2 separate regions of the Rattus norvegicus genome follow, and region 2 is linked to region 1. Evidence: chromatin contacts called from public Hi-C data. All regions are on one chromosome and are shown on one strand. The core of a region is the stretch at or near the end of the contact, and the rest is flanking DNA. Distances in the headings are between cores, read along the strand shown. Region 1 has its middle 240 kb from the start of Trnaa-agc79. Region 2 holds the start of Rgma (repulsive guidance molecule BMP co-receptor a).

Region 1 (4,932 bases), core at 1,896-4,395:
GTGATGGTTTTTACAAACCATTGTTCTACATCTCTTGTGTGTGTGCCTTCGTTTGTATGTTTTGTTTTCCACATGGGAAGGCTTGAGACACAAATGAAGGAGCATCTGTGTTTTGCTGTGATTGTTCTGACTCAAGCAAGCAAATATTTTATTCTATTTTCTCCATGTAGTGATAGTCTGAGCATTACTGTGTAGAGGAGCGCCTATCCTTCCCAAATAGCATCAGCAGCTAGGAACCAAGCATAAAATAACACCCCAAATGGTGGAGGAACATTTCACATTCAATTATGACAGAAGACGAATGAACCAGAAACTCTTGAATTGGGATCTGAGCAGAATGCAGACTTCATTCTGATTACTGGACACTAACATCAGCTGCTTCTGGATTTTACTATAAGAATCACAATTCTGTGTAAAGTATGGGTTATAGGCTGAAGATGGTAGAGTGTTTGCTTAGCATGCATGAAGGTCTGGGTTTGATTCTTTGCACTGTATGAACCAGGTGTGATATAATCCCAGGATTGTAGGGTTGGAAGCAGGAGGATCGGATGTTTAAGATCATCTTCAGCTATGTGGGTGTGGTAGTTTGAATAGGAATGGCCCCATAAACTCATGTGTTTGAATGCTTGGTTCATAGAGAGTGTCACCATTAAGAGGTGTGAGAGAAGGTGTGACCTTGTTGGAGGAAGTGTATCACCGAGGAAGTGAGATTTCAGGTCTCCTATGCTCAAGTTCTGTTATTACTTTCCCTCCTGATGTATACCAAAGTCCAGATACATCAGGGAAGAAAATGGACCTCAGAAATCAGTCCTACGCCATCCTTCTCTGTTGTTCAGCAGTGCCTGGACACCACAAAGGAAGAAACAAAAAGTCCACAATGACCGAATATTTTCCTGAGCTCAGCACAAAATGGAGGACTCCCTTTTCTTGGACTTCTTCTTCTCCACCTGATTCTCTACCTGGGGAATGTCTTAGAATCCCTGGCAAAATTACAGATTCAACTTCCTGGAGTGCCTCTCCATGCAAATGAAGTTTCACCAACCTTAGCCAATGAAGATTTACCCTAAGAAGAAACCAATCCCACTCTCCAAGGTTCATAATTACAGCCTTGGTTCATCCCAAATAAAGTGAATGCATACAAGCCCATCTTAAATAAAGGTACGGACACAAGCTGTTTCATGAACTTCTGTCTGAGAGAGCTGCTTCATTGAACATCCTCTAAAAAGTGCTGTAACATCTGCAGGATGGGGATCCTGCTGACCAACCTGTTCCAGACTTTGCTTCCTCCATTCCCTCTTGGTGTGTACCAAAGTCCAGACACATTAGGGAAAAAATGCACCTCACAAATCAGTCCCCCTCCATCCTTTCCTGTTTGTCATGCAGAAGTGCCTGGACACCACAAAGGAAGAAACAAAAGGCCAAACTATATCTCTCAGTGTGGAGTTGAGTTTCTTGCAGCCTAAGGATCACGAGGTAGAACTCTTGGCTCCTCCAGCACCATTGTCTGCATGCATGCTACCACGCTTCTTGCCATGATAATGGACTAAACCTCTGAAACTGTAAGCTAGCACAATTATAAAATTTTCCTTTTATAAGAGTTGCCATAGTCATGGTGTTTCTTCACAGCAATAAAACCCAAATGTTTTAAGGTTTTACTGTTTTAAACAGACACTATGGCCAAAGGAACTCTCATAAAGGACAACATTTAATTGGGGTTGGCGTACAACTTCAGAGGTTCAGTCTTTTTATCATCAAGGCAGGAGCATGGCAGGGTTCAGGGGTTGGAGGAGCTGAAAGTCCCATCTCTTGTTTGAAAGGCAGCTAGGAAAGACTGATTTCCAGGCAACTAGGACAAGATTCCTACACCCACAGTGACATACCTCCTTCAAGAGGGTCACATCTACTCCAACAAGGCCACACCTCCAGATAGTACCACTCTCTGGGCCAAGTAATTTCAAATCACCACATTCAACTAAGACGGTAAGTATGATGAGGGTATCCTCAGATACCCAAAACCCCAACTCAAAAGAAAGTAGATTATGAATTTGAGAAGCATGTATGTAGATTTCAGAGACCCAGCAGTATCTCTAATGCCTGGCCTTAGGTGAATCATTGTTTTCTGAGGGGCCTGATGGCATTGTACAATTCACATTTCATCTGTGTTGCAGGACTGACTTGCAGACATATGCTACATAGCATTGAGTCAACAAACAAAAGGGTGTTATCATTGCTAATACAATTGAACCAATAATTTTATTAACAAGGACCTAAGCCCCCATGGAATAGAGAAAAGTTGCTAAGAACCACATGACAGAACTAGATCTTTCAACCCTTCCCACCAATCTCTCTGCTTTATGAAACCACAGTCAGTCCTAGTCCAAGAACTTCAAATAGCGAAAAGCAAAAAGAAAGAAAAACAACTACTTTGCAGCCCACTTTGCTAAAATTTTCCAGGTGAATTTTATAAATTTAATTGGATTGGCAAGGACAAGATTTGTCTTAATAAGAAAACACATTCATTAAGTTGTAAAGCACAACCTGAAGCAGAAGACAGAATGTGACAGGTTATAGAAATAACAAGGCTCAGAATGGCCGCCCAAGTGCACCTGCAGCCACTCCACCTGGGGCTGTGATTTCATTACCCTCATAAACCAAGTCAAGGTCAGGCTTAGTCAGACTTCCATTAAGAAGGCCCCAGGGAGATCCCAGGTGCAGAAGAAACTAATGTAGATGCAAGGGGAGATTGTGAGAAAGTCCCTTTCCTGTCCCAAAGCAGGCCTTGTTGGGGCAGCAGAAGGACCTGTTATTCAGTGAAGTGGGAGGAGCCACCCCACCCAGCAGGGGGTCAAACTAGAGGATGTGGGTTAGCTTTGTCTTCAGCCTTTGTGAAGACCGAAGTCCGGGTCAGTTTTCATCAACTGTTGGTAAACCTGACCTTGCAAATTTGTTCAGGTGCAGCTGCTTCTCTTAGGGGGTGGGAAAATAAACCCGGTCCTTTATTTGCTGGTAAGTAGGCTGTCTTCTGGGAGCTGGTGCCAGTTGGTTGAGAATGAATCCAAAGTTGCCCGAGCCTTGGGCATGGTGTGAGAAGCCAGTTGACCTGGCCACATGTCAGGTCTCCCAGTTAGATGTGCTTTTCCAAGTGACTTCTGCAGTTTTAAATTTCCCTGCTCAGAGCTGACCATGCAAAATGATATGTGACGGTAGAGTATCTCCTCGGATCTTAGTTTGGCAAACGCCCTCAGCTAGATTTGAAACAGAGGTGTCATGGGACACTCAATGCCAGACTGTTGGAACGAACTCTATGTAAGGGGATCTGGGGAATTTAAGGGAGAAGGTGGTGAGAGAGAGTGCTATGGTTTCTTTAATGGTGAAATGTTCTGTGGATTTTAGGAAAGTCTGGGGTTTACTTCATCTCCTGAAATCGCAGTAATCCCTGAGTGGGAATCAACTGCAGTGCCTTTTGAATGAGAAGGGCTCAGTGGTAAAGTAGTTGCCTAGCATATGTAAGGCCTCAGGTTCAATTCTCGGCACTAAAAAGGAGAGAGAGAGAGAGAGAGAGAGAGAGAGAGAGAGAGAGAGAGAGAGAGAGAGAGGAGGAGGAAGAAGAAGAAGAAGAAGAAGAAGAAGAAGAAGAAGAAGAAGAAGAAGAAGAAGAAGAAGAAGAAGAAGAAGAAGAAAGAGGAGGAGAGAAGGAGAGGAGAGGAGGAGAGGAGAGGGGGAGAGAGGAGGGGGAGAGAGGAGGGGGAGAGGAGGAAGTGAGAGAACCCTAGATGCTCATTAACTGAAAAACAGCACCTAGACTTTTGAATAGTACCATAATCATGGAGTAGCCTAGAAGCATTTGCATACCCATGGTACCTAAGGTCTGGAAACTTCTTAGAACAAATTATTTCTCATCATGGATGAGTCACCAAGTTAGAGCTAGAATGCGGCTTCAATAGTAGCTTACTCAGGTCACAATGAACTGGAAGAGGACTCCTCAGGATTCCTGGGATGGAATAGAACTGGATCAGGTGGAGGAGTTATCAGAGGTGACTAGACATGACACTCACAGGTCAATGGAAAAAAAGAAGACATAACTGCTCCAAGGTATGGCTTGAGGAGAAGGTTTATTGTAGCTGTGAGGGAGAGCACAGCTAGAGGAATCTGGAAGGGTCCAGACTGAGCATGATCACAAGAGGGGCAGTTGTCTTAGCTTGGGTTTTATTGCTGTGAAGAGACATGACTATGGCAACTCTTACAAAGGAGAACATTTTAGCAATGCTGGCTTATAGTTTCAGAAGTTTATTTCACTGTCATCATGGCAAGAAGCAAGGCAGCATGCAGGCAGACATGGCACTGGAGAAGCCAAAGTTCTACATCTTGATGCTTAGGCAGCAGGAGACTGGATGAAGCTTGAGTCTGTCCTCACAGTGACACACTTCCTCCAACAAGGCCACACATACTCCAACTAGGCCACACCTCCTAGTAATGCCACTTGCTATGTGACAAGCATTCAAATATATGAGTCTATGAGAGCCATTCCTATTCAAGCCACCAGAGTGGTGGTGGTGGTGGTGGTGGTGGTGGTGGTGGTGGTGGTGTCGGTGATGGTAGAGAGCAAAAGAAGAACCAAGGAACCAAGGAGCCAAGAGTCTGGGGATGAGCAAGGAAAGCAAAAAGACAAGATATAGTGTAGCCAAAATGGCTGAGTTATATAGGGAAGAGCAACTGTGAGAAGGACAGTAAAGCTCAGAGGTGGGGGAGGTTGAGGGCAGGAAAGCAGGGTGCAAAGTAGTGAGAGGACCAAGACTCCTTAACAGGGATTCCAGATGCTGAGAGAGACTGATGACCAGGGTCAAACCTCAGTTAGCCATTTGTCCTGAGTTTGAGACCTAAAAACAGATAACGAAGACCAAAGGTTTCTTCAAGAACTAAGCTGCTACCACA
Region 2 (4,902 bases), core at 1,540-4,039, 540 kb before region 1:
CCTGCTTCCAGGTAGCAGCGAGCATCCTGGCCTGATCACTCCCTGTTTTGGTGTCAGAGATGTGCAGCATCTATGTCTTTAATTTTGAACTTGGGCTACCAAAGGCTGCAGTAGAGCAGACTCGGGAACCACATTAAATAGGAGCCTCCAAGTCTTCCTTCTGTATCAGCCTGCATCCTGGGCAGGCAGCAATGAAAGCCAAATGTTCCCTCCTTTTTAAGATGCCAAACAGGTCTAGGGCCCCCCTTTCTCATGATTATTAAACTAATACATGCGAGTGGAGAGACAGAACCAAGATGGAGTAGAATGGAGGGGCACAGATAGGTTACATGTGTATTAGGAGTGAGAGCACCGATCTTCATCTGGGAAGGAAATGAAGGGGCAGGGTTTTTGGAAAAGAGGAGGTTGGGGGGGTTGGGGATTTAGCTCAGTGGTAGAGCACTTGCCTAGAAAGCGCAAGGCCCTGGGTTCGGTCCCCAGCTCTGAAAAAAAGAAAAAAAAAAAAAAAAAGAGGAGGTTGGGAATTGGGGATGTGGCTCAGCTGGTAAAGTGCTTGCCTAGCACGCACAAAGCCTTGGGTTCGATTCCCAACAATGCATCTATTAGATGAGATAGAACCAGAAGGTCAAGGTCATTTTTGGTTACATAAAAAGTCAGTAGCAGCCCGGGATACATAAGACTTACAGGAAGAGGAAAGAAAAAGGAAGCTGGAACCCTGCTTACTACCACCGCAGCCCAGGAGCCTCTCAGGGAATTCGCTTTAGCACAGGCAGAAAGCCACAATGCTCTCCAAGGAGCCAGAGTGCCCTTCACACAGACAGAACTCATTCCCTGCTAGCCTCAGCGGGCCTGGAAGGTGGCAGCACAATCCAGCCATAAAAAATGTGCATCGCGCCTGGATGTGTAGGTGCCCCACCCAGAGCCTTTGTCCATCTGCACGCCATCCTGGCAGTCATTCAGTCCAGAGAAGTAGGCTTGCTTGAACAGCAGAAATTCTCCCCCTTGTGTGTGAAAAAAAAAAAAAGGAGGAGGCCGTTTGGGGGTACACTGTTCCCTTCCAGTGCAGATGGCACTGCGTCCCCCCCCCCCCCAGTTTTTCAGCTACCCTTAAGAGTACACTTGAGCACCCAGTCTCTTTTCTAAGAGTCAGGGCTCAACATTAACCTCACAAATCATCTATGTAGTTACAGATGAACTAGAGAGTAGTAAAGTGACCATACAGGCTTGCCCGATCCCTGAACCAGATGCGGGCGTAGGGGGTGGCGGACGACAAAGGCAAGTGACAGTTTTGCTAGGAGAACCCAAAACTACACAAAGAGGGGAATGGAAGTCCTGGAGGTGAGGTCTTGACTCTAATACAATTCGCCATTCGGTCCCTGGAGCTAAGCCCCAGGCATCGAGGCTCTACAGGATGGTAAGGAGCACTTGAGAACTAGTCTTTCTGGAGACGGGTTGGCTAGTTCCCATCTCTGCATCTCAGGCGAACTTTGAGGACGCCCAACTTTTCGGCTTGCGAGGAAGGTACAGATCACCATTTCCGCTAGATGGCGATATTTCCCCGAATCCATCCGCCTCAAGACACCCAATTTATAAAATAAATACAATCCAACGCCTTCCGAAACCACACCACATAATAACAGCACACAGGCTCCCATTAAAATCTCAGTCTCGGGAAATTGACTCTCCCCCCGAGAAAATCTAATGCAACTATACTTTAATAAGATGCAATCGAGAGTTGCATCCAAGCGTCTTTCATATTTGCACCGGCCCCCCAATACACCTGTCCCTCTTCCCTAGTTATACTCAGGGATGAGCCATGGCTCAAGTCAGGCGCTGAGTCCTCGCGGTGCCTTGCCTTCCTCTTAGGAACGTCGGACCTTTTGGGACTCTCACCCCTTAGCACCCACCCCAAGTCTGGCACACCGGACGCTCCTAGACAAGGGTCACTCACACTGTACAATGTCGACACCCCGCAACCCCCGGCAGGTGCGTTCATTTCTAGCCTCTGCAATCCTGGCCTGGATGAAGCGAGCGAATCGGGCTTCAGGGTGGGTGAGAGGGATGACCAGATGTGTCAAGAGCTCTGTGGGTCGAGGGGGCTCTCGCCCTAGGAGGAGGTGGCCGCGCAGGAGAGAGCTCCAGGCCGGTACACAGCGGGTGGGACAGGCACCGAGTCTGTCCAGCCACGCGCAACGCCTGCTGCCCGCAGGGCAGCATTTTAGGGGGAAAAAAAAAAGAAAAAAAACCACCAAACCACAAAACTTTCCTGCTGCCAAGAGCGAAGGCGATTCATCTGAGGCAAAGACCTAAGTGTGTGAGATGAGACACCGGGTTGAGGAGTCACTGATCATGAGGTGGCTGAGCGCAAGTGTCCGCAGCGCCTTGGGGACCTCAGGACCCCGTGCCCCTCGGTCCACGCTTACCTTGGCGGCTGCATGAGCCCCTCCAGCCCGCGGGGGGTTGGCACTGGCGGGGCTGCGCGCGAAGACCAGGTGTAGGGCGGTCGCTCGTGGGGCCCTGGGTGAGGTGGGAGGGGCACGGCTGGAGCTGATCCCCTCAGCTCCGCGGACTCAGTAGCGGCCCGGGGCACTCCGCCTGCTCCCCGGCTGCATGCCTGCGAGCGCCTGGAGGAGCGGGCCTCAGGAGCGGCCCGCTGGCCAGTGCTTCCCGGGCGCAGGGCTCGGGCGGCGCAGCTTGTACTTCCGAGAAGCCTGCAGAGTAGGGCGGCCCGGGCTAACCTGCTGCCTCGCCCGGCCTGTCGCCGCCACCGCCACCGCTGAGCGCGGCGTCGCGAGGTTCGTTTGCGCGCGGCAGGGAGGGGGCGGGCCCGGCGCCCCGGGAGCGGGCGGGGGGCGAGCGCGGGCGGGGCGGAGGGAGGGGCGGGAGAGGTGGGGTCTGGGTTCCAAAGGCTCCGCCCCGTCGCGGTCCCACCCTTGCTGATCCGCGCTAGTGGGTGTGTGAGGACCTGGGGGTGTGCCTGCCAAAAAGCGCACACTTCCCCGCGGGCTCACGATCCCAAGGTGGGAGCAGCAAGTGCAGCGACCCTCCCTCCCGCTAACGTATTCAACTTTCCTAACCCTGGGCAAGATGGCTTGGAATCCACGTTTTCAACCTGGGGGCCTACGGTGGTTAGAGGTTTCTAATCGTGGATAAATATTGACATCTGCCGAGACCCACCTTTTTTCTATAAGGATTTTACTCTTGTTTAAGAATCTTATTGGAAAAAATAAATAATATGTATATTGCATGTAGAGTGCGCGAATACACTCGACTAAAATTACAGGCAGAGTCTGGAGTAAAAAGACTGTCTCGCACGCCCTCCCATTGCGGTCCAGCTTCAGAGGTAACCTCCGGTCACAGCGTCTCCCTCCCACCCCCACCTCGCACACACCCGCCCCGCCCCCTCCTCGCATAGATTGCCAGAGGAAACTCCCCGGCTTCTCAAAAGGATTCTTCATGCAACTCACACACACAGTGGAGAGCACAGCCAGCCGCTAGCGGCTCATCTCTGGGTCTCACCCCAACGCCACGTATAGGTCTGAAACTCTAGCTGGGGTGTGAAGTCAGCCGGGACACGCAGCTCACACTCAAATTAGCACTGAACATTTTAGCTGCCAGGATATTTTATACAGGGTTATGACCTGATCGTCTCTTAATCTGAACCAAGCGCTGGAATTTTGATAGGATGAGAACTCTGTTTAATGAAAAGGTATCGTCAGTATTAAGACCCTCATCGTTATTTATGATCTTAAGGGATGCGGTTTTGAACTCAATGTTCTGCATTTTACTGGCCAAATGAATTCGGATAATCTATAACTGAGCTATAAATAAGCTCCGTGTGTTTTTAGCAGGAAGGGATTGGGCGTTGGCCCCTTTCTATAATTAGCCCCGACCTTGGACAAATCTTTTAGGTCTTTTGAGCCTCAGTTTCCTTGTCTATAAATAAGGAAGTGTGTGTGTGTGTGTGTGTGTGTGTGTGTGTGTGTGTGTGTGTGTGAGAGAGAGAGAGAGAGAGAGAGAGAGAGAGAGAGTGAGTTTGCATTTCCTTTTCATATATTCCATCATCCTATGCCTGGGGACACTCCCCCAACCCAATCCCCAATCCTCAAATCCCAGGGGTTGTTTTTCTCAGCTCTGACATCAATGTGTAATTACACCTTTATCTGTGGCCTTCTCATCATACTTAAGTGATCAGGAACCACTCCTTGGGCTCATCGTGCCATCCTCAGCATCCAGGAGAGCCTGGTGTAGAACAGAGGCAGAATAATTGTTATCACTTGGGTCATCCCCGCACCCCTTGTACCCCTTGTTTTTAAAATGCTCTTTGGACGGGCCCAACATTTCACAATATAGACCTAATTTTCAAAAGTCACTGTTAGAAAGTAGTCAATAGGTTTTTCTCTTTTGGGGGTACAAACAACCCACTTCCTAGACCAAGAGGGTTTAATCTCAGTTCAAGCTTGGGTCAGTGGAGAAAGCCAGCCAGAGTTATTTACCTTGGTGAGTGTGGCCAGTGAAGACAAGGAATATTAATGCCACTCATTCCATACACGATTGCCACAGAATTCTCTGCACAGGCAGCTTAAATACGCCCATAAGCACCGACTTTAAATAAGGCCATGCACGGGTGTGTTGAGTGTGTCAATAAGAACTGTGCATGGCTTCAAGAACAACCTAGAAACATTCCTAATCTAAACCTCCAGGGAACTTTTCTTTTTCTTTTAACCCTGAATTCCTTAGGAACAGGAAATAGGCTAATTTGGGTTTTTGTTTGTTTGAATACAGAGGTAGCAAACTTGGACTTGGAAGTCACAGGTATATTTGTAGTAGATTTTCCTCCTCCCCCTCCTCCCCTTCCTCCTCCCTCTCCTCTTCCCCCTCCTCCCTTTTGGTTTATCTGTG

Evidence for each region. A called contact is a pair of places that touch in the nucleus more often than the background predicts.
Region 2: a Hi-C map of psoas muscle shows a contact between it and region 1, with 2.6 times the contacts expected there. The contact joins the promoter of Rgma here to the enhancer-like site in region 1. A contact is called at or near these places in 1 of 12 Hi-C or Micro-C datasets (psoas muscle) and 1 of 1 datasets of contacts at active chromatin or transcription factors (oligodendrocytes).

What each region holds. Positions count from the first base shown.
Region 1 is chr1:135,996,089-136,001,020 of GRCr8, reverse strand. No RefSeq gene overlaps it. Among named protein-coding and RNA genes, the nearest start is that of Trnaa-agc79, 240 kb to the right of the region's middle. Within about 2 kb of position 3,145, at least 2 of the 93 cell types and tissues checked have an H3K27ac peak or open chromatin away from gene starts, as enhancers often do.
Region 2 is chr1:136,536,669-136,541,570 of GRCr8, reverse strand. Rgma (repulsive guidance molecule BMP co-receptor a) reads right to left here and starts at 2,789. Exons shown (of 4, transcript NM_001107524.1): 1 at 2,424-2,789. The coding sequence starts at 2,437.